Regions from separate parts of the Mus musculus genome. Here all the other regions are linked to region 4. A link is a contact called in public HiCAR-type, HiChIP or PLAC-seq and promoter capture Hi-C data. All regions are on one chromosome and are shown on one strand. Each heading gives the region's core, a stretch centred on a gene start, on an enhancer-like site or on the middle of the called end of the contact. The rest is flanking DNA. Distances are from core to core; before and after follow the strand shown. Region 1 holds the start of Polr3d (polymerase (RNA) III (DNA directed) polypeptide D). Region 2 holds the start of Hmbox1 (homeobox containing 1). Region 3 holds the start of Elp3 (elongator acetyltransferase complex subunit 3). Region 4 holds the start of Cdca2 (cell division cycle associated 2). Region 5 holds the start of Bin3 (bridging integrator 3). Region 6 holds the start of Zfp395 (zinc finger protein 395). Region 7 holds the start of 4930480K23Rik (RIKEN cDNA 4930480K23 gene).

Evidence for each region. Promoter capture Hi-C pulls out the DNA fragments that hold promoters and counts their contacts. HiCAR-type assays count read pairs that join an accessible place to other places. HiChIP or PLAC-seq counts read pairs in DNA pulled down with a chosen protein or histone mark.
Region 1: a HiCAR-type map of astrocytes shows a contact between it and region 4, with 4 times the contacts expected there. The contact joins the promoter of Polr3d here to the promoter of Cdca2 in region 4. A contact is called at or near these places in 2 of 39 promoter capture datasets (liver and pre-B cells) and 1 of 115 datasets of contacts at active chromatin or transcription factors (astrocytes).
Region 2: a contact with region 4 is called in a promoter capture Hi-C map of pre-B cells. The contact joins the promoter of Hmbox1 here to the promoter of Cdca2 in region 4. A contact is called at or near these places in 2 of 39 promoter capture datasets (liver and pre-B cells).
Region 3: an H3K27ac HiChIP or PLAC-seq map of thymic regulatory T cells shows a contact between it and region 4, with 4 times the contacts expected there. The contact joins the promoter of Elp3 here to the promoter of Cdca2 in region 4. A contact is called at or near these places in 1 of 39 promoter capture datasets (pre-B cells), 1 of 484 Hi-C or Micro-C datasets (CD4 T cells) and 1 of 115 datasets of contacts at active chromatin or transcription factors (thymic regulatory T cells).
Region 5: a contact with region 4 is called in a promoter capture Hi-C map of pre-B cells, with 4 times the contacts expected there. The contact joins the promoter of Bin3 here to the promoter of Cdca2 in region 4.
Region 6: a promoter capture Hi-C map of pre-B cells shows a contact between it and region 4, with 6 times the contacts expected there. The contact joins the promoter of Zfp395 here to the promoter of Cdca2 in region 4. A contact is called at or near these places in 2 of 39 promoter capture datasets (liver and pre-B cells) and 1 of 484 Hi-C or Micro-C datasets (myocytes).
Region 7: a HiCAR-type map of astrocytes shows a contact between it and region 4, with 2.7 times the contacts expected there. The contact joins the promoter of 4930480K23Rik here to the promoter of Cdca2 in region 4. A contact is called at or near these places in 1 of 39 promoter capture datasets (liver), 1 of 484 Hi-C or Micro-C datasets (embryonic stem cells) and 2 of 115 datasets of contacts at active chromatin or transcription factors (astrocytes and embryonic stem cells).

What each region holds. Positions count from the first base shown.
Region 1 is chr14:70,442,132-70,444,831 of GRCm38.p6, forward strand. Polr3d (polymerase (RNA) III (DNA directed) polypeptide D) reads right to left here and starts at 1,340. Exons shown (of 9, transcript NM_025945.3): 1 at 1,202-1,340; 2 at 820-989; 3 at 221-264. The coding sequence starts at 984. Mir320 (microRNA 320) reads left to right here and starts at 1,379; the gene lies at 1,379-1,460.
Region 2 is chr14:64,948,505-64,951,204 of GRCm38.p6, forward strand. It overlaps Hmbox1 (homeobox containing 1), which reads right to left and starts at 1,353. Exons shown (of 10, transcript NM_177338.6): 1 at 1,073-1,353. Ints9 (integrator complex subunit 9) reads left to right here and starts at 1,789. Exons shown (of 17, transcript NM_153414.5): 1 at 1,789-1,863. The coding sequence starts at 1,855.
Region 3 is chr14:65,591,690-65,594,389 of GRCm38.p6, forward strand. It overlaps Elp3 (elongator acetyltransferase complex subunit 3), which reads right to left and starts at 1,423. Exons shown (of 15, transcript NM_001253812.1): 1 at 1,236-1,423. The coding sequence starts at 1,311. It also overlaps a transcript of Nuggc not described here.
Region 4 is chr14:67,714,295-67,716,994 of GRCm38.p6, forward strand. It overlaps Cdca2 (cell division cycle associated 2), which reads right to left and starts at 1,316. Exons shown (of 15, transcript NM_001110162.1): 1 at 930-1,316; 2 at 648-711; 3 at 389-562. The coding sequence starts at 711. It overlaps Kctd9 (potassium channel tetramerisation domain containing 9), which reads left to right and starts at 1,804. Exons shown (of 12, transcript NM_001111028.1): 1 at 1,804-2,090. The coding sequence starts at 2,043.
Region 5 is chr14:70,098,761-70,101,460 of GRCm38.p6, forward strand. It overlaps Bin3 (bridging integrator 3), which reads left to right and starts at 1,333. Exons shown (of 9, transcript NM_021328.4): 1 at 1,333-1,436. The coding sequence starts at 1,429.
Region 6 is chr14:65,357,240-65,359,939 of GRCm38.p6, forward strand. Zfp395 (zinc finger protein 395) reads left to right here and starts at 1,437. Exons shown (of 10, transcript NM_199029.2): 1 at 1,437-1,516.
Region 7 is chr14:69,731,561-69,734,260 of GRCm38.p6, forward strand. It overlaps 4930480K23Rik (RIKEN cDNA 4930480K23 gene), which reads left to right and starts at 1,274. Exons shown (of 3, transcript NR_130157.1): 1 at 1,274-2,108. It overlaps Chmp7 (charged multivesicular body protein 7), which reads right to left and starts at 1,010. Exons shown (of 10, transcript NM_134078.4): 1 at 631-1,010. The coding sequence starts at 929.

The sequences.
Region 1 (2,700 bases), core at 90-2,589, 2.7 Mb after region 4:
CTAGGCCAGCAACCTACATAAGTGAGTTCCAGGACATGCAAGGCCATGTAGCGAGGCACTGTCTCAAAAAGAAACATGCCCCTATATAACCCAGGATTGAAGGATGAGAACCACTGGTGAATAAGCTAATAGCGTAAGTTAAAATCTCTAGGCCACACAACCTAATTACGTCCCCAAATTCAGAGCTAACCGGGGTGAGTACTGTTCATTCATTACTTACTCTTCTTTGATCTTCCGACTGATGATATTTGGGGTGAAGGTTTTCTGAAAAGTAAAACACAGTACTGTATTTTCGATGTGCTCAACTGACCAACAGTCCTGGGATGGCTTAGAGAGACAGGTAGACTATCACCAGTAGCCCCCAAGGCAAAGCTAAAATGCTTTATCCTGTGTTTGCTATTCCTTTTCAGAGCTACTCGGTACAGTTACATCTACTGTTACACACATAACAGGAGGGGACAAAGAGCAGTTACCGGCATGCCTAAGATTCATCACTTACTAGATTATTAGTTTTCAATACTGACATCCACAGAGTTATGAACACTCGAAATTGCAAGTAAAGCAATTTTGTCTGGCTTTCAAGGGATTTTGTAAGGAGCCCAGAACATAATAAGCACTTCCGGATGTCTTGAATCAACTAGATTCACTGTCTTTTAATTGCCTAGGAGACCCTGTCAGTGTCCTGTACCAGCACCTAGGTTTGCAGGTCTCTCTAAAGGCTGACATCCCACCAGGGGCCCAAGGCAGCACATGAATGAACATCACGAGTCGCCTCCCTACGGCCTGGGTGGGTTTCTATACAAACGCGCTCGCAGGTACCTTCTTGACTCCGCCAAGGGTGAGGTCCCGGGAGCGGATGGAGGGAAGGCGACCGGGCGTAAGCGGGGGTGCGGGCCGCCGGCCGATCAGCCCCCGGCCCCCAGAGAGAAGGGGTCGCGGCCCTCCAGGATTGCTGGGCTCGCCCGCCGCGTTTCCTTCCGACATGGTTCCTAGAAGAAAGTAGGCAACAAAGTGACTCCAAGGGCTGGACGCGAGGACCCTGGGCGGAACCGCACCCACGTGGCCTCCCGCCCCCCGCCCGTGCGTCGCTCTCGCTGCAGCTCAGCTCCTCCCCGTCCCACGTGGCGAGGCTTCCCGGAGCGCCCCACCCCTAGCTTTGGACTCCGTCACCTGCCCTTTCCCTGGGGACTTCGTGACGCACCTGCGTGGAGGCTCTGCGCCGAGTATCACAACCTCACCTCCGACTAGAGCAACCACGGGCCGCGGGTCTCCGGGCAAGGCGGAAGTCTGCGTGGCAAGGACCGGGCGCTGCCATCTTACCCTGGGGCGGAAGTGACATCAAGGGGGCGTGACCTGACCATAGTATTTATCCGACGGTGCCTCGCCGCCCTCCGCCTTCTCTTCCCGGTTCTTCCCGGAGTCGGGAAAAGCTGGGTTGAGAGGGCGAAAAAGGATGTGGGAGGTGGACTGTAAGCTGTGCCGGGGTGTGACTCGTGGGGGCGTGTCTCGGCCCCTGGCAGGGAGTAGAGGTGCGGTCCTCGGGGTCGGAGGTGGAGGGGCTCCAAGGTCGCCTACCTGCTGTATGTGGAGTCCACACTGCGCAGCCTCTGGGAGCAGTGGGGTCGCCGCTCGGGATGGGGCTCCGGACATAGGGAGCTTAGAGCCCTCAGGCCGTGGCTGGCTGCAGCCTCCCTGCGTTGACCTTGGCGTGGTCATTGCACCTTCGGGCTCGACCCTTTGCTCGCGTGCGCCTTCCCTTGCCGGTCCCTGGGGTCTTGGGGTGTCACCCTTAACGCAGTTTGGACAGAGCAGCCAATAGCTCTTCTCATCTACCTGGGCCCATGACTGCTTAGTCAAATCTGGGAAGCCTTTGGAACTGAAGTTTGCTCTTCAACTGGAAGGGTTTTTGTTTTTTGATTTTTGGTTGGGAGGTGTGGGTATTTTTAAGACAACCCTGCTCTGTAACCCTATCTAGTCTGGAACTTAAGTAGACCAGGCTGGCCTCGAATTTGCAGCAGTCCAGTCTCTTCACTCATCCCTCAGTTGTAGGGATTACAGATGTACACCACCAATCCCAGCTGAAAAATTTTTTTATTGTAATGTGTGGTTGCAATCTAATCTGGGGGGGGGGGAGTCATTTAATGTTACACTACAGCGACCCCAATACAAATAAAAAGGTTATGTAATTCTAGGGAAGGAACCTATTTCTGCTGGAATTCCATAGGCTGCTAGCATTAAAATATTTTTGATGTACTGTAATATTGTGCCACACAATAGTGTATTCTTTGTCGGAGACAAATGACCAATGGGAGGATATATATGTGCATATTTATATGTATATATCGTAACTTGTTTCCTTAATGGGGCACTTACTTTAAATAGGTATGTTGTTAGAAATAGCTAGTGTACATTTGATACATCCAACTTTTTTGCTTTCTTGTAGATTATATCCCTAGGAAAGAGTTTCAGAAAATGTACATATTAAAAGTATACTTTGCTGGGCAGTGGTGGCACACGCCTTTAATCCCAGCACTTGGGAGGCAGAGGCAGGTGGATTTCTGAGTTTGAGGCCAGCCTGGTCTACAGAATGAGTTCCAGGACAGCCAGGGCTACACAGAGAAACCCTGTCTCGAAAAACCAAAATAAATAAATAAAATGAAAATAGTAAATAAGTAAACTTCATTTTGATGTCATACATAT
Region 2 (2,700 bases), core at 103-2,602, 2.8 Mb before region 4:
AAACAACAAAAAACAAAAAACAAAAAACAAAAAAAGACCACAGCGCCTTTCAGCGCACAGTCAACCCTCTTCTCCGCAAAAAATTTCCAACAGTTTTTTCAACTACGAAAATAAGTCGCCTTATCTACCTCAGGATACAGAGCAGACGTTCTGTCTCATTAGAAGACAGCGATGCGGATGGCATTTAGCACTCGAGATTCCCAGCCCCACGTTCCCGAATTTTAAATAACTGGCAAGCTACTGAGCATGAAGATGACAAGATACCTCTACTTACTGTTTCGGGGTGAAGGTGGGTGGAGGACTCCTTTCAAAGTAGCCCCAATAGTGTAACCCAAACACGGTTCCGGAATAAAATACTAAGAGACACTTTTCCTTTCCCACCTTTAGCTGCCGACTTGAGGCAAAGATGCATCTCCACATCACATCATCTATATAGTCCTGCCGGGAGTTTGGGGTGGAGACTGGCCCAGAGTAGGGCACCGAGTGTGAGCTGGGCGCCCAGACACTAACGAGTTACTGAGCCCCCCCAAACCCTGCACAAGATCCTTGGACCAAAAGTCCAGCCCGGGACTCCTGCGTGCTTCCCAAGCCCAGGCCGCTTATCTCTGACTCCAGCCATCTAACTTACCATCTACAGACATTCCTTCAAGACGATCGCAGCACCCAAGTACACGTCACAGTTTAAAACACAGCGAGACACTCCCCAAACAAACCAGCACACCTCGAAACCACCTTACAGTTTCTCAAACTCCCAAGCAGGAAGACCCCCCAACTCCAGGATTCAAACCTTCCGCCGGTCCTGAAGACCAGAGAGAAGTTGGGAAGCCATCGACGCCTCTCCACGCCCGCCCCTCACAAACTGCCCCACCCCACAGCCCGCGCACGGCCGCCCCCTCGGAAGTACCCCTACTTGCTCCCCTATGCTCAACCTGGCTACTCCAGAGACCCATCTGTGGCGCCTACTCACTTTCTCTCCCCCCCAAACATCTCGACATTTTTTTTTCCTTAAAGTAATGAGAGAAGTGAGGAAAAGAGACTTGAGGCAGTCCAGCTTGCAAACGACCCCACTCACCTTGGAAATCCAGCTGAGAGTTCTCTGCACCCTGCTCAGCCCCCTCCCCAGCGTCCCAGTGCAAGGCTGAGGGAGGGAGGAGGAAGGCGGGAGGGGGAGGGGATCTTCACCGCGGGGCGCCCTGCGGGAGGGGCTGAGGAGGGCTCCAGGCCCGCGCAGGAAGAGCCTAGGGGGGAGGGGAGGCCCCTATCTCCCAGTCTCCCCCTGAAAACCTCCCTTGTCTCAATCACATCAGACTGACTGTCTTTGTCTGGCTGACAACCGCCATATTGATAGCAACAGCCCCGCTCCCACCTGCTGCCGCTGGGCATCCCTGGGAGTTGTAGTTTCCGGTTCCCTAGAGGAAAAGTGCAGAGTTGAGGGTCTGAGGCCCTAGGGAACTACAGCTTCCAGCAGGCACTGCGCCCATACGCCTTCCCACAGGGAGGAGGGGAGCTGGGAGCTGAAATCGTGCGGACTACACATCCCAGAATACCATGGATGCTAGACCCAGATGAGGGACATGATATCATGCTGGGATGGAAAGGAAGGATGAATTGGCGGCGGCGATGAATTTGAGCGGACGGAAGGAGGTGATTAGAGAGAAAAGGGAGGAAAAGGAAAGACGCCCACAGTGCCCATGATACCTGCAGTAAAACTACATTTCCCGTGAGGCTCTGGAAAATGCTTAAGGAGTGAAGACTCCAAGTCCCGCGATGCTCTGGGCTATAGAGATTAAACCGGAAGATCCTTCCCTGTCTTTAGAAGTGAAGAGACTGGTACTGAACAACCAAAAGTCCGATATGAAACTGGTGAGTTTCCACTACTAAGTCAGAGGGCAAAGGTAATGAATGCTATATATCTTTGGAGTCTGTCGCCTCCACCATGATTTATCACGGAGGGAGGTCAGCACTTAAAAATTATAAAGTGAGCTGGGTTTTGCGATTGGGATTTGAATTCCCGCTTGCTCACATCCCACAGCTCCTGCATCTGTCAGGAGGTCTTCATTACTGTTTGGCAGATCCCTTTGGCCGCACGTGAGGTTGTATGTTACATTTCTTCACCCTTGGGCTAAAGATAGGCTCCAAAACTTTGGTTTGGTCATGTTTCTCAGCCTGCACCTGAGAGCTATAATAGATCATCAACCACTTTCCACTTAATGAGCACTTGAGTGGACTCCTACTGATATTGCGAGGCTGGATTCCGATCTGAACAGAAAGTAGGAGCGATCAGACAGAAGGTCTAAATGTCCTGTTACTCCTAACTGCAGTTCGAATTACAAGAAAGAGATGCTAAAGGGTGGTGCCCTTGAAGGATTCCCGTCTAAAGCCTGCTTGAAATAAACAGCTCTAGATAAAACATGCCTCCTGAAGAAGTAACTGTGTGGCAAAACACTAAGCTGACAGGTGGCCTTTTCAGATATTTGCTTTGCCCCATTTTTCTGAGCACACCGTTCTAACAAGTTGTTTTATTCAAGCTTAATGGAATAAGTAATAGAGTAATAAGGAAATTGAACGCAGGTGTGAAATGCTTGTCGTCGCCCTCCTATTCCCTACATTCTCACTGCCAACTTACTGTAGAATCTTCCTAATTGCTACGTGGAGAGAAATATCCTCAATAGAGTGAAGTGTGTTTGGTATGTTCTGTTT
Region 3 (2,700 bases), core at 173-2,672, 2.1 Mb before region 4:
CCAAGGAACAACAAGAAGGAACAAGGCTAGGCATAAGAACTACCTATTCTGGTGAAAGGAGATCTATCTAACTTGACCACAGGTTGCCTGAGCAGGGTTCAGTAAGTAGACAGTACACTGGCCACTAGGCAAAGGCATTAAACGTAACAGAAAAAAATTATACATTCTCAACTCTGTAACTTAAGAAAAAAAAAGTAGTTTTTTTAAAAGAGAGATTACCAATATAACAAATATGTCAGAAAGCTAAAAAAAGAAAGATACAATCAATGTAGATGATAAACAAAAGCCAGATCTACACACATGAAAACTTCAGTTTGAATCCCTGCTCCCATGTTCGAAGCTAGGCCACATTCATGCCCGTAACGTGGGGACCATGGAGGAGTGGGCAAGGGAGACGGGCTGGCTGGGGCTTGCTGATTGCCAGCCTAGGAATAAACACGTTACAGTAAAGTAAGATCAAACGGATCTAGTGCATGTTGTGTTTGATGTGACAAGTATATAGAACATGTCTAGAAGGGCAGTTCCAGTTAGTGCCAAGAGCGGTGACCAATACCGCACTGACTTTTCATTTGATGCTTCCGATGTCACAGGCAGCTCCTCACACTAAGTATAAACTTTGACTGGAAAAGTTAACCAAACCTCAGCTTTTTCGAGCATGAAATGACAACACGTCTTCAAAATGACTGGGAAAGGCTCAATACCCAGCTATTATTGTGACATCCAACAGTAATATTATCAGACCAACTCTTCAAGGGCAGTACAGAGTTAAGAATGGAATCTATTGCAAAAAAAAAAAAAAGATTTAAAAAAAAATGACTTCATCCTGTTGAAAAAAAAACCAAAAACTGCACAGTTACTCCAGACTACTCCGGAGGTAAAATAAATGCAAGTAAGTCACGTAAAGCTATTGCACAAACTGCACAATCTCTACCTTAAGGAGGCCTTTCCTACTTTAAGATTTAAAAAACAAAAACAAAAAACAAAAACACCTTAAATAAACACGTCCAGTAAATTACCGCAAATTAACCTGCAACTCAACACCTATCTCCTCTGAAAGTTATCTTGGAATAGCAGTACCGTTTACCCATCTACACAAAAAACAACAAGTAGTCTCTTCCAAAGGGGAAGAGAGAAGGGGGCTGTTTTACAAAGGACAGATAGGAAGGGAGGCCCGCCAACCGGGGTCCCGCGGGCCCAGACCAAGCAGTAATTCCCATGGAAAATTGAGCTTCAACCTGTGATCTCAGAGAATCCACTTCCTCCCTTGCGCCCTTGTCCCACGTATTTTGCACCTTTCCTCTTTTGCCTCATCTCTGCGCTGGCGTAGCAATATGCCACCACGTTACCGCGGTTTAGAAGGCGGAGAAACTTAGCAGCCGTAAAGCCGCCCGGGACTGTCGTGAAAACACAGCGACTGTACCATAAAGCTCTTCCCAGAAGGCGGAGCGCGGAGCCCCGCCCTGTCTAGGTGGCAGCTCCCAGCTCTCTGAGACTGGGAGGGGATGTGCACAGTGATTTAGTGGGGCATTGGAGAATTCCTGGGGACCAGAAAGGTGGATCTGGGAAGTAACGATAGTACAGTTTAGACGCTTCTCCAAGAAGCTGGGACGAAAGTGAATTGTAACCAGAGTTCCTTAAGCAAAAGCCTGGCCTTTGACAACTTCTGCAAGAGGGGCTGGGCCACTTGTCGCTAGTATAGCCAACAATGTTGACATAAAGGAGACCAGATTCGCCCTCCCACTGACACCCGGGGTGTTGACATACCTTTTTTTTTTTTTTTTTTTTTTTTTTTTTTAAGTTATGGAAGAATTGAGGGCAGGAGACAAGAGGTATGTTTAAACAGTCCTGGGTTAAGATGTGGTCTGGTTGATCATTATCTCAGTTCTGGTTTTCAAGGTGGTCAAAGTCTTTATCGCTGCATCCCTTCCGGAGATCCATTTAGCTCCTACAAGGTGAGATCATTCAGTGCTCCAAGGTGCAGCCCTGACGAATAATAGTCCTTATATAGGCAGGAGTCTAGCCTTTGAGACTTTGTTTTCTCTGGACTCAAGGTGACTTGTAGGTTTAGGACGATTAATCTTTGTACCTTCAGCCAAAATAAAGGAGACAGGCACAAAATGAAGACAGATACCAGACCTTTATCTTGCACTTAGTTGCTTGTCTAAGTGCCTATTTCAAGAATCTTGGAAGTGAGTAGCCCTTGTGTGGGGACTTGGGAGCTCAGATACACCACACATAGAGATGGGATAGAAATCCCACATACCATGAACATTAAACCTTCAGTGTGATAACGCTAAGTTCTGATTTCCCTAAAAGACAGCAAACAAGAAGCAAGTATCAGTTTGATCTTTCAGGCTTTGCAGCCTAGAGGATTCCTGGGTCTCTGATTTTTCTTGATGACAATCTTGAAAACACTAGGTGAGACACCATGTACAAAATTTTGCAACATCTGGAGATGGGACTTGGAATAACTTTTTCTTGAAACCCTTCCATGACCTCCTTTGTGTATGGACCAAAGATTAAGAATCCTTGATATTAATAAAGAATGGAAGGTGTGATGTTTCAAGTTTCTTATTACCCAGTAGAGTTGAGGTAGCTCTGACTTGGTTGTCACCACTACACTGAAACTGTCCTGGTCAAGACTTTGAGATTTTTCAGTGTACCAAATTATCTTAATACCACCCTCTTGTCAACAAAACT
Region 4 (2,700 bases), core at 66-2,565:
TATTCTACAACCCAAAAGAACCCTAGCCCTAGATTTACTTCTCCATTGGGAATTTCATTCCTGAAGCTAAAGAAAATCATTATCTGGGTCAATTTTCTGTTTGGGATTTTTGAATGAGGCACACGGCCTTGTCACTTTTACCGGTTCTCAACTACCTTTCAATGCCCTCTGATTTTCATACACACTGTTTTCTAGGGTGCACACAAAGCACAACTGATTCAGAAACATTGCTCTATTTGCTGAGCTGTGCCGAACAAGCAAGTCTGCAGGGTCAGCATAAATACACACAGAAGGAGTGTCAGGCAGTACAGACATGTATAATTGGGGCCTACTACAGTTACTGTTAAATTTGAAAAAAAAAACTATGCAATCCAAGAACTTCTCTTACCGGAAGAGGTCTTAACAAAGCTTTCAGGTGTAATTCCCAACTGCTCTACGGTTACTGTGGTGAAGTCCAAAGGTGACTTAAAGGTATCAGGGGTGCAAAGATTAGGAGTCGCATCTGCTACATGCTTCTGAGGAGTCACAAACGGTTCAGTTCCCAATCTAAAAACGTCATTTTCTGAAAACGGACAGCACATTGGGGGTGTTAATACATCAAAACACTCAAATCTTCCATCTAACGAGGGCAACAGGTCACCACATACCAGAATTATTAAGGACACACTCCTTGGATTCAGAGAGAGGCTTGTCGTGTGAACTCGCATCCATCTAAAAGATGAGGAAGTTAGAGAAAAAAATGTGAAAAATAACCTCACTATAAGCCAAAAACAATGTGACAGAACTCTAAGGCAATCAATACCAGGGGACCACAGGCTGGGGCGTTCTGATTAAAGAAACGGCGGGAGGTACTATTGACTAAACAAAGCGGACCGAACTGATTTATCAGGGCTTTGCATCCCTGAACCCCGGCCGGATAGCAGGCCTACCTCTCCCGCCCAGGACCCTGCGCGTTCCCTCGGACGACTACGACAAGCGTCGCGGAGGCTCCGTTTCAGAGAGCACCAGAGGCCGGGGAAGGGAGCCGGGCTGGCCTCCTGCCGGCCGCTGCACACCAGACACACCACGTCCGGCCGAAGCGGTCAAGCTTCACTTGCCCGCCAGCAAATTCAAACCGCGGCCACGCCCCCGCGGAGGGATACCCACGAGCCGTGGACCACGTGTGACGTGGGTACCGCTCCCTCCGGGCCTCACCCTCGTGCTTTCGAACGGCGCAGGGAGACCTCCGTGGATCCCGGAAAAAACACGGCCAGCCCTAAATGACCCTGGCGAGACAGAGCTGCAGCAAAAAGGTGTCCTGGGGTCTACCAGTGAGTTCCGCGGAGCAACACTTCAAATGCCACCCCAAACCTTGGATTGGCTGCTGGAAACTTCGAAAATGAATCACTAGACCAATCGAGACAGAACCGCCGGATGGCTAGTTTACCCTATTAGCCAATCCCGATACCAACCGTTACCTCGGTGGGTGGGTACAGTAGAAGGGGCAAAAGCCTAGCGAGGAGCTGATTGGTCTATGGGACTTCGGCGTCCCGCCTCTTCCTTAGACCCAGTCTCTTTATGCAAATGAGCACTCCTACACTCCAACGTGCGCCTGCTCAGTAACGCTTAGAGCGGCCCTTTGCCCAGTAGGTTCTTCTCTGATTCGCTGATACTCCATTCCGTCAACCAGCCCTCAGCCTCTCTTTCCTTCCACCGCCGTCTAGTGTTACTCTGAGCCCACCCCCCAGCCGGACTCTGATTGGCTAAATACTGGCCGGTACAGCGTGTTGATTGGCGCAGCTCAGCGTCGGTCTGGGCGCGGTTGGGGGGAAGGGCCGCTAGCAGGCTGAGGAGCCTAGGGGCGGGGTGGGAAGGAGGATCGGCCAACCCCGGGGTGTGGGACTGAGGGTGCGTGCGTGAGGAGTGTGGGGCCGACCAGGAAGGTGGCGAAGGGCGGAGAGTCCGGGTGGGAGGCGGGAGGGGTCTCGCGGGCGCGGAGCGCGGCGGGTGGCGGGCCGGGAGCGAGGGTGGCGGCTCCCTCAGGACCCGGCGCGGGCGGCGCGATGCGGCGGGTCACGCTGTTCTTGAACGGCAGCCCGAGCAACGGCAAGGTAAGCGGTAGCGGGGGCGCGACCCGGGGACCCCCGCAGCCTCCGACAGCCCGGGGCTGCTCTGCCGGCGGGGCTCCGAGGCGCCACTGTCACCTGAGCAGCTGGCCGAGGTCCCCTCCCACCTTCCCGCTGCGCCTTCCTGTCCTTATCGGTGCTGAGTAATGCTCTGCCCGGGGAGGAGGCAGTGATCATGGAGGCGGGTGACCCTGGCCAGGTCGGGAGAAGAAAACTCCAGGGGACAGTCGAGTGACATCCTCAGAATGTGGACCTGGTCTGAACCACTTTCCTTCTCTCTCAAGGTGCCCCGGGCCCCTTGCCCCGCCACCGTGCAAACTTTTATACATGTTTTACTGTGCCGCCTTGTTTTTGATTCCTTAGAGGACAGTGACAGCAGACCTTCGGAATGACTTGATTTGACAGTAGCCTTAGCTGCATTTAGGCCTCTGTGGAGGGCGTGGTGCTAAATATTTTTCCGATGTTGCAGCTGCCTCTTGCCCCACCCTTGAAAGTTATTCTTTGGAAAATGTTGGCTGTTTCTGGCGGACTAGTAATGTGTGGTTAAATGACTGCCCCACACATACCTAAGCCTGATTAAAGTCTCAAAAGTAAT
Region 5 (2,700 bases), core at 83-2,582, 2.4 Mb after region 4:
ACTTTTGAAAATATTGCTCACCACAGACGATGTCTGAGGGAGGCTGAGTATGGGGCAGGGGGAAATGGGGCAGAGCCATCCACAAGTGCTGGAACACCAAGAGACTCACAATCACACAGTGTTTCCATTCATCTCACCCCATACAAAGCTGCAAGACTCTCCCAACCCATGCTCTCTGCCTCAGCTGTTTGTCAAGGATTCTGGGTCTTCTATTCTCTTCAAGACCACTCCTTTGCTCCTGCTTACTTATTTCCTGAAGAAATAGCATGGTGATGGTCTGTGACATGTCTTGAGGGAGCCACCTCCTATTGGAAAGCCTTTTTAAAACTAAAAGCCATCCCTTGTTCCTCCTCCTCTGAGCCCCTGGGCCCTGGGAATTTGGGACACGTTGTATATACCTCTGCTCTAGGTCATAGGGACTTAGCTGCTCCCCTGGCTGTGCCTACAACCCTCCAGGTACATTTGAAGAAAGCGAAGTCCTAGAGAGGTCAGGAGAGAGGATTGGAACGGTTCTCTCTGCTTGAGTTTCTGGCTTCTAAAGCAGGAACTTGGGCAGAGAAACTCGGTTCAGCGTATAACTCTAGGTAGTTTGTGGTACACTGGGGCTCTGAATTCTGAGGCCCAATGCAAGCTGTTTGCTTAGATCTTATTCTTCTAAAACCCCATGCACAGCTCCAGGGGCCCCTAACAGCCTGTCCAGCAACTTGTTAGGATTTTTCCTAACATTGCCGAGGCCTTCTACTCCTGTTGTTGTTGTTTTGTTTGCTAGGCTTTGGTGTATTGTTTTCTCTTAAGACTGGATTGATTGTGAAGCCCAGATGGGCCATGTTGTCAACATTAGCCTCGAACTCATGACCTCTCCCTGCCTCAACCTCCAGAATTCGGGGATTGCAGATACCTGTCTGTCATCACACCGGGCTTTCTGAATCTTCCCTCATTGAATAGCTTCACAGACTAGTCCACCCTGAAAAGCACTTAACTCTGTTTCCATTCGAACCCCGAACCTTCTTGAAGAGGGGGGAGGGGACCCAGGTGATGTAGGTGAGACATGCAACATTTTCAATACGAAAGTGTGTAGAGCAAAGCGCAAGCTTCCCGTCTACTGTGTCTCCTCTAGCTCCTTCCCCTGTCGCCGCTTGTGTCTCCGAGTTAGAAACCCCATATCAGACAGAAACTGCAGCCCGTGATGGGTTCTACGCACAGAGCCTTAAAAGCAGGGCCGGAGCGCAACCACGTCCCGCAAAGAAAGTCCGCCTCAAACAACAAGAGAACAAAGTGTTAACGCGTGGGCCCGCCTCCCTCCCGCCTCTTCCGGGCATAAGGGGGCGTGTCCCTCATCACTTCCTGGAGACTGGCCGAATCCGGAAGTGATCCTCGAGAACCTACTTTTCTACCGAGGACCCCGGCAGTCGGCGTGGGTTTAGGACCATGAGCTGGTGAGTGAGGCCGGGTGGCGTCGGCTGGAGCCAGGGCGGCCCGACAGCCCTGCTCCTAAGCGGTTCCGGGAGCCTCCTCGGTGCTCTCCCGGAGGCTCCATCTCTCGGCCAGACTCCCGAGGAGGATCCCTTAGCCTTGGACCCGCGTCTGATCCCTGTTGCCTGCCCTTTCTCCCATCGCATTTCCTTTCACCTCCTTGGCGTGAGGAGTCCCTCTTCCCTCTTCTCTCAGCTATCCATTGAGGTGGAGTCAGTGTCCTCCTTCGCTCCCGTGGGCATCTCTACACCGCGCTTATCTGCTCCGGAGCTGTGTTGCTCATTGAGGCAGACTAGGCACAGTTCTGTGACCAAAATCCAGCTGCTTTCAGACAACTGGAATAACATCACCTAACAGTGCCTCAAAAGACGAAATTCTTTTTAAAAATGTAAAAGTTGATTCTCACATGGGAAGGATCAGAATTGCACCACACACACACACACACACACACACACACACACACACATTTAATGTGTGATTGGACTGTTTGAATCTTTCCAGGGCTGTGACCCCACTGCCCTCTCTCTAAGATAGACATAGCTTAAACTTTATGGGGATCGTCAAACCAAGGAGCCATAGAGCTGGAATGTCACAGCTGCAGATGGGGGTGGGGGGAGCTCACGGTGGATACTTCCTGTTTGTGATTAGCCTAATGTGGAAGGTCCTCTTTCCCCAAAAGCTGGTCCTTAATTGTTGCTCTGGGGTTTTTGTTTTTGTTTTTACGTGCAGATGAAAAGTCATAAATTTTCTGTCTTCCTAGGGCTTCTTTAAAGGCTGTCAATGTCTTTACCATTAGGCCCAAGAGCCTGTGTGTCCATGGTCCCCACTCAAACTCCTAACTGTTTACAATGCATTTGTATGAATAAATTGGCCTCCAAGGAAGTATGAGATTAATCAGCCCTCTTTAGATCCCAAGGTGCATTAATGTAGGGGGCTGGACTTGCTCAGAGCCCAGTCTGTTATGCAAAATAAGTGCATGATAATCAGCTATGAATGAATGAAATTAGCTAGACACCCTCTGAGAAGGCTTTCACACTTGACCACCAGTGGAGACCAAGCTTTCGCCACAAGCAGCTAATGTCAGTCAATGTCAAGGATAGCTTTCTAATGTACAGTGTAAACCACTTCTGCCCCTTCCTCCACCTGCTTCTCAGACTGAGGTTAATTGGTGGACAAATGTCAGACAGCTGGAGAAGCAGGGAACAGAACACACACACACACACACAC
Region 6 (2,700 bases), core at 187-2,686, 2.4 Mb before region 4:
TAATTTTATTTCAACAAATAGTTGAGGGCAGAAAAAAGGACATACTATTTTTTTAAAATGTATTTATTGTGTATGTACAGGGCTGGAGTTGATTCCCTCCGCTATGTTGTGCATGTTGGGGCTCTAACTTGTGACATCAGACTTGGTCACAAGCAGTGTTACCCACGAGCCCTCTTGCCAGTTCCCAGGACATATTGTTTTTCATTTGCCGTGAGCTAGGCACTATCTCTAGTTACACTGCTTTGTTTTATAGATCAAGAAGCTGATGTGTTTAGGGCTGAACCTGCTAAAGATGCCAATGCTAACTCAGCTCTTAAAATGGGATGTGATTCCCAAGCTCTACTAACACTCCACGGCCTCCTAGAAACACAGGAAGTCCAAAATTGGAGGTGAACTGCAACTTCGAAGTATTTTAAAACTTTTTTTTTGAGAAGGGAGGGGCTATTACTCTTTTACTCATTAAATTTGATTGTAAACACACACACACACACACACTCACACACACTTAGACATTCGCACACACCCCTCTCCACTGTCCTTGGCCTTATCTAGAAAAAACACAGAACTACACAATGGAACCGCTTCGATTCTCCCTGTTACAAATTATCCAAAAGCCAGAGCCTAACGGTGCCAAAAAGCAACCGGTATTGTTTACACAAGGGCTGAAGGCTAATAGTTAACTTTCTCCTATTTAATTCCAGAAACAGTAAACATCGCCTCGCGCTACAACTACAAACGAATAAAAGTCATAAAACTGGAGAAGAACACTCTTGGTCCAAAGCGAAATGGAAAGGTTGGGTTTTCAAGCGCTTCCGCCCTCGCGCGCCGCCTCCCGCTACCCGGCCTCGGGTCCCTGTCGCCCTCGCCAAGCTCCTGTCCCTGGCGCCTAGAGCTTCTGGCTTCCTTTCCCGCCCTGGGGCGCGCTGGAAAAACAACAGCCAGAAACTTTGGTTGGGTTTGCAGTTCAGTTGGGGGGGGGGTCGGGGGGGGAGTCAAAAAAAAAAAAAAGGAGGCGCGGGGGTAGCAGATACGCTAGTTCGGTTCCGGGTGGTGCTGAACGCTCGGATTTCGGGGTGGGGGCTGGGGAAGTGGGTCACAACTCGGTCAGGTTCAAGTGCGCATGTGTGAGAGGAGTCGCTCCAGCACTTATTGAGCGCCCACTGTGTACCGCCAAGCAGGGTGTGTGGAGCGCGCGCGCGCACGTCCGGGGCTGGGGCTGGGGGCGCGCGAGTCGTGCGCGCGCGTGGCCGGGGGTGTGTCCCTGCGTCTGGCTGGCTCGCGGGCGGACTGGCTGCGAGCGGCTCGGCGCGCTCCCTTCCCGGGCGGGGGAATCCGGGCCGGGTTGTGGCCGCGGCCGCGTACGTGAGCGCAGTGTCCCGGAGAGGGAGGGCAGGCCGGCCAGGTGGGCGCGAAGGCGGCGGCGCGGGAGGCGGCGCAGTGCAGGGGCCGCGCCGGTGGCGGGCAGGGCCGCGGCCGCTGCAGGGAGCCGAGCTGTCTGGGTCAGTGGCCGGCCGAGGTGAGCTGCGCGCGGGACCTCGCATGGGTTGCAGCCCGGGTTTGGGGCCGACAGCCAGGGGTGGGTGGGAGACCCGGGAGGCTCGCGCGGCCCGGGCAGGACCGGGGCTGCTGCGGCGCTGGCGGGGTGACTGGGTGGGGGTGGCCGCTCTCCCTCTCACGCGTCGCCTTGTTTATGTCGCGGGTCCTACGGCCCGATCTCCCTCCCAACTTTGAGTGGTGGCCGGGAGTGGCCTCGCGGGGCCACACTGACCTGTTAACCTGCTCCCTTTCCGGCTGAGCCGTCAGCCCTGCGCTATGCGCGCCCCTGCCCTCTCCATAACCAGAGAGTGCCGTGCTGCGGGACTGGCCTCGCGACACACCCTCTCTCAACCCCCTTCTTGCGGCCCCTTTCGCCGCCCCCTTGGCTCTAAGCCTTCCGGGCTCACCCCGGGTCCCTCCCGGGCCGTGGCACTGTGGGCCTCTGGAGTGGCCCATGGGGGCCTGCAAAGGGAGTTTGTCATGGGCAAACAATTCCAAGGCTTCCTGCCTGGGAGTTAAGGCTCTGCACCTTCACTTTAGGGCCCTCTTGGAGATCTAAAGAGACCCACCTGCCAGCAATCTTGCAGGAGCCCTGTTTTCCATCCCTCCCTTTCCTGTGGTTCTGGAGGACTTCCACCAGGCATGGGTTCCCATGATGCCAGGCCATGGCACAGGGGCTATCTATAGTTCTTCACTGCTTTCTGCAAGATCCCTTAACAGAATGGTGTAAAGTGGAGCAGTTTGTTTCAAACTGAGCAATCAACAGGTATTGTAGCCTGAGGACATCCTTCTAAGGGGGGTTGTGTAAATAGAGGTTCTTGCTTTGGAAGGGTGAAACACAAGGAAATTGGTTAGCCCACAGGTACCTCTGAGAAGCCACTCTGCCCTCTTCCCACTGCCAAGCTTTCTGGATGATGTCTCTGAAAGCTATGAGAGAGAAATGATTTGAGAGCTCAAATGCAAATGAACGTGCAAGGGCTGCAAAGTTACTGTGCAGGCTCAGGCACAGGAGGCATGGGAGATAAAGGTGGGGAAGGGAATACGGAACTCAGTTTGAAATAATTTCCACCTGTGGATAATTCCCTGGCAAGACTCAGTCAGAAGGAGGAGTTCACAGGTGACAAGTTTACAAAAGGATGTCCAAGGGCTTGCTTGTCTTGGTGA
Region 7 (2,700 bases), core at 24-2,523, 2.0 Mb after region 4:
AGCCAGAGAGTGGAGTTTGACAGTATCTGAAACCATGAAGTACCAGTCATCTATCAGATATGCCACCTCTTCAAGCACAACCTGAACACTGTATCTATCACACACATTTATCACATAAAGCTCTTTCAGAGGCCCCCAGCTACACAGTTAAACTCTCCTCTCTGGTCTAAATAATCTCCGTCCCGGACATACCAGGAAAGGCTACTTGTACGACCTGTACCAGAGTTCTCTTGTCAAGATGTCTAGAATCCCATGAGTACTCTCTCCTTAGCTCTGTTCTCTCTTAGTTCAAAGTACCCACCGCAGAGATCTGCTGTAAAAGTAATTCAAGTCTGGAGGTCCTGTGGAAATAACTGCATAACAGGATCCCAGTTCAAGTGTCCCGCTGACACCTCTGCAAAGATGGGTCTCTTCTGGACCATTCTGCCTATCCCCAGTCACTCCAACCATCCCAGCCCCTCTTTCTCTCTGAGTCCAGACATCCATCCGTGGAGCAGCCTCCTCGTCCCCCTCCTCCTCCTCCACCCACTGAACAAACCCTGGACGCGGAGTCTGGGCTGTCAAGGGGCAGGTCTGATGTCAGCCCTGGGGAGCCGCCCCCCGCCTGGCCCTCTCGGCCTCGGTCCTCACCGCAGCAGGTCCTGCAGCACCGTAGCCAGCCCCAGCGGGACACTGCCCTTGCGCTGGAAGGCCTCCTGCAAGTCCCGCAGTCGCAGGCGCACCACCCCTTGGCGGCGGCTGTGGCTCAGCACCAACGGAGCCCAGAAGCCCATCTTGCTGTCCCAGTCGGTGCTGTTCACCTCGCGACTCCTCTTAAAGGCGGAGAACAGAAAAGACATGCGCTCCTCATCCTCCTCCCACTCGGGCGGCAGGAGGCCCGCCGGGTCTCCCCCGGTCGGGGCCTGGGCCTCCCGCTCCGGGGACCACATCGGAACCCCAGCCCCGCCAAGGAACCGAACACAAGCCTGGCCCGGGTCCCCTTCCGCCCCAGGTCCCTCTCGGCTTCCGTCGTTCCTTCACGCCCTCCTCCTCAGCCATCACGTCACCACCGCCGCCTGTGCGATAAAAGTCCCGCAAGTCTTCAGGGCGCAGGCGTGGCGCGGCATTCATTTGGCCGGGAGGGAGGGAGGAGGGCGTTCTCGCCCGAGAGAGGCAGAACGCAGGCGCCGGACCTTCTCTCCGTGGCCTTTGTGCGACGGGAAGGCTTTTGCGCGTGCGCCACAACCATAGAGTTTGGCGAGGCGTACTAGAGGGGCTACCTATTGCACCTCCCGGGTGGTTCGGGCTTAAGGTTAGCCAGGCTGAGGCTATGGGAGCTGCAGGTGGATACACAACCTTGGATCTGGTGTAGCTCTCCTTAGCCCAGAGACTTTTAAGTTAAACAAACGCCCAAGATACCTTTCTTTCACTAGAATATCAGCCGATTAACAAAAATGGTCCCAAAGCTCCGTGACACTGGACCCATTTTTAGGGCTAGAGATAGTCTTCTTAATCACTTTCTTCCCGCTCTTTAGCTCTGGGATGTCCTTTTTCTCCTGAAAATTCATATTCTGCCAGGTCCTTTAAAAAAAAAAATCGTTCCAACTCTCATCTGAAGCTCCGGCTGCCTTGGCTGCCAGTTTAGCATTTGTCTCTGACCTTTCTGCTTCCTCGAAGGAGAGGGCAGACAGCGATGCAAGTGTCTTGCAATGACAGCGCTACTGCAGAAAATACTTTATGGACTGAGAGGTACTTAAACCTTACCCTCTAGTTACTTTTCCGTCTTGAAGAGTCTTACAAAATTTGTTCAGTGTTGAGAATAAATTGTGGTGGTGGTAGTTATAGCCGGACCGTTCAAAAAGAGACTAGGACGAGCTGTTTTTTAATTTGAAATTTGCACAGACCCGGCCGAGGGCACGCACTCACTACAAGTCTAGAGAGACTGCCCCGACCGTTAAAGACAGGTTTATAAAGGGGAAAACTACTGGTTCCATACTTCCATTAACGTGGTCGCTGTTGGCAAGCATGACAGGATATGAACTTTTAACAAAAATGAGGTATAGCACCATGGCTTCTCTGCTTGATCGAGGAGCAGAAAACCTTCAGGTTACAGAAGCAGGACGATGCAGGTTAGTAATAGTTCCCATAAATACCGTGTATTTATGTTTTGCTTACTTGTGTGCAACTGCACCGCGTACGTCCAATGCCCACAGAGACCAGAAGAGGGTGTTGGATCCCCTGGAATTGTAGAATTGTAGTTTTAGTTGAGCTCTGCCCTGCAGACGACGGTAACTACAGATCCAGCCTGGAAATATGCTGATTTTTAAAAGACTTATCAAGCAAGCAAACAAACAATCTAAAAGGTGAAAGGAACTGTTGGTGTAAACGTTAAAAATTAAAGCGAAAGTTTGTTTCGACTTAGGAAAAAGTAATTTCTGTTAAATAGTCGCCTTTATAAACTGGTATTTCCAGTTTGAGGGAAATGTGATGAGTTTCGGGCTTCAGAGTAGTTGAAACAGTGTTAAGGTGAATTTTCATGAGCATTGAGTTTCATTGAATTTTAATAAGCATTTTGAAGGAGGAAATGGAGTGTTTAGTTATATGATGTGTGTACTAATTGCTATCTATGTGCTATATTCCTCAAAGTGTGTTCAAAATATCTCACTTAGCGGCCTTTTTTCAAATACTTTCGCTATAGTTCTCATAGTTTGTAAGGTAGCC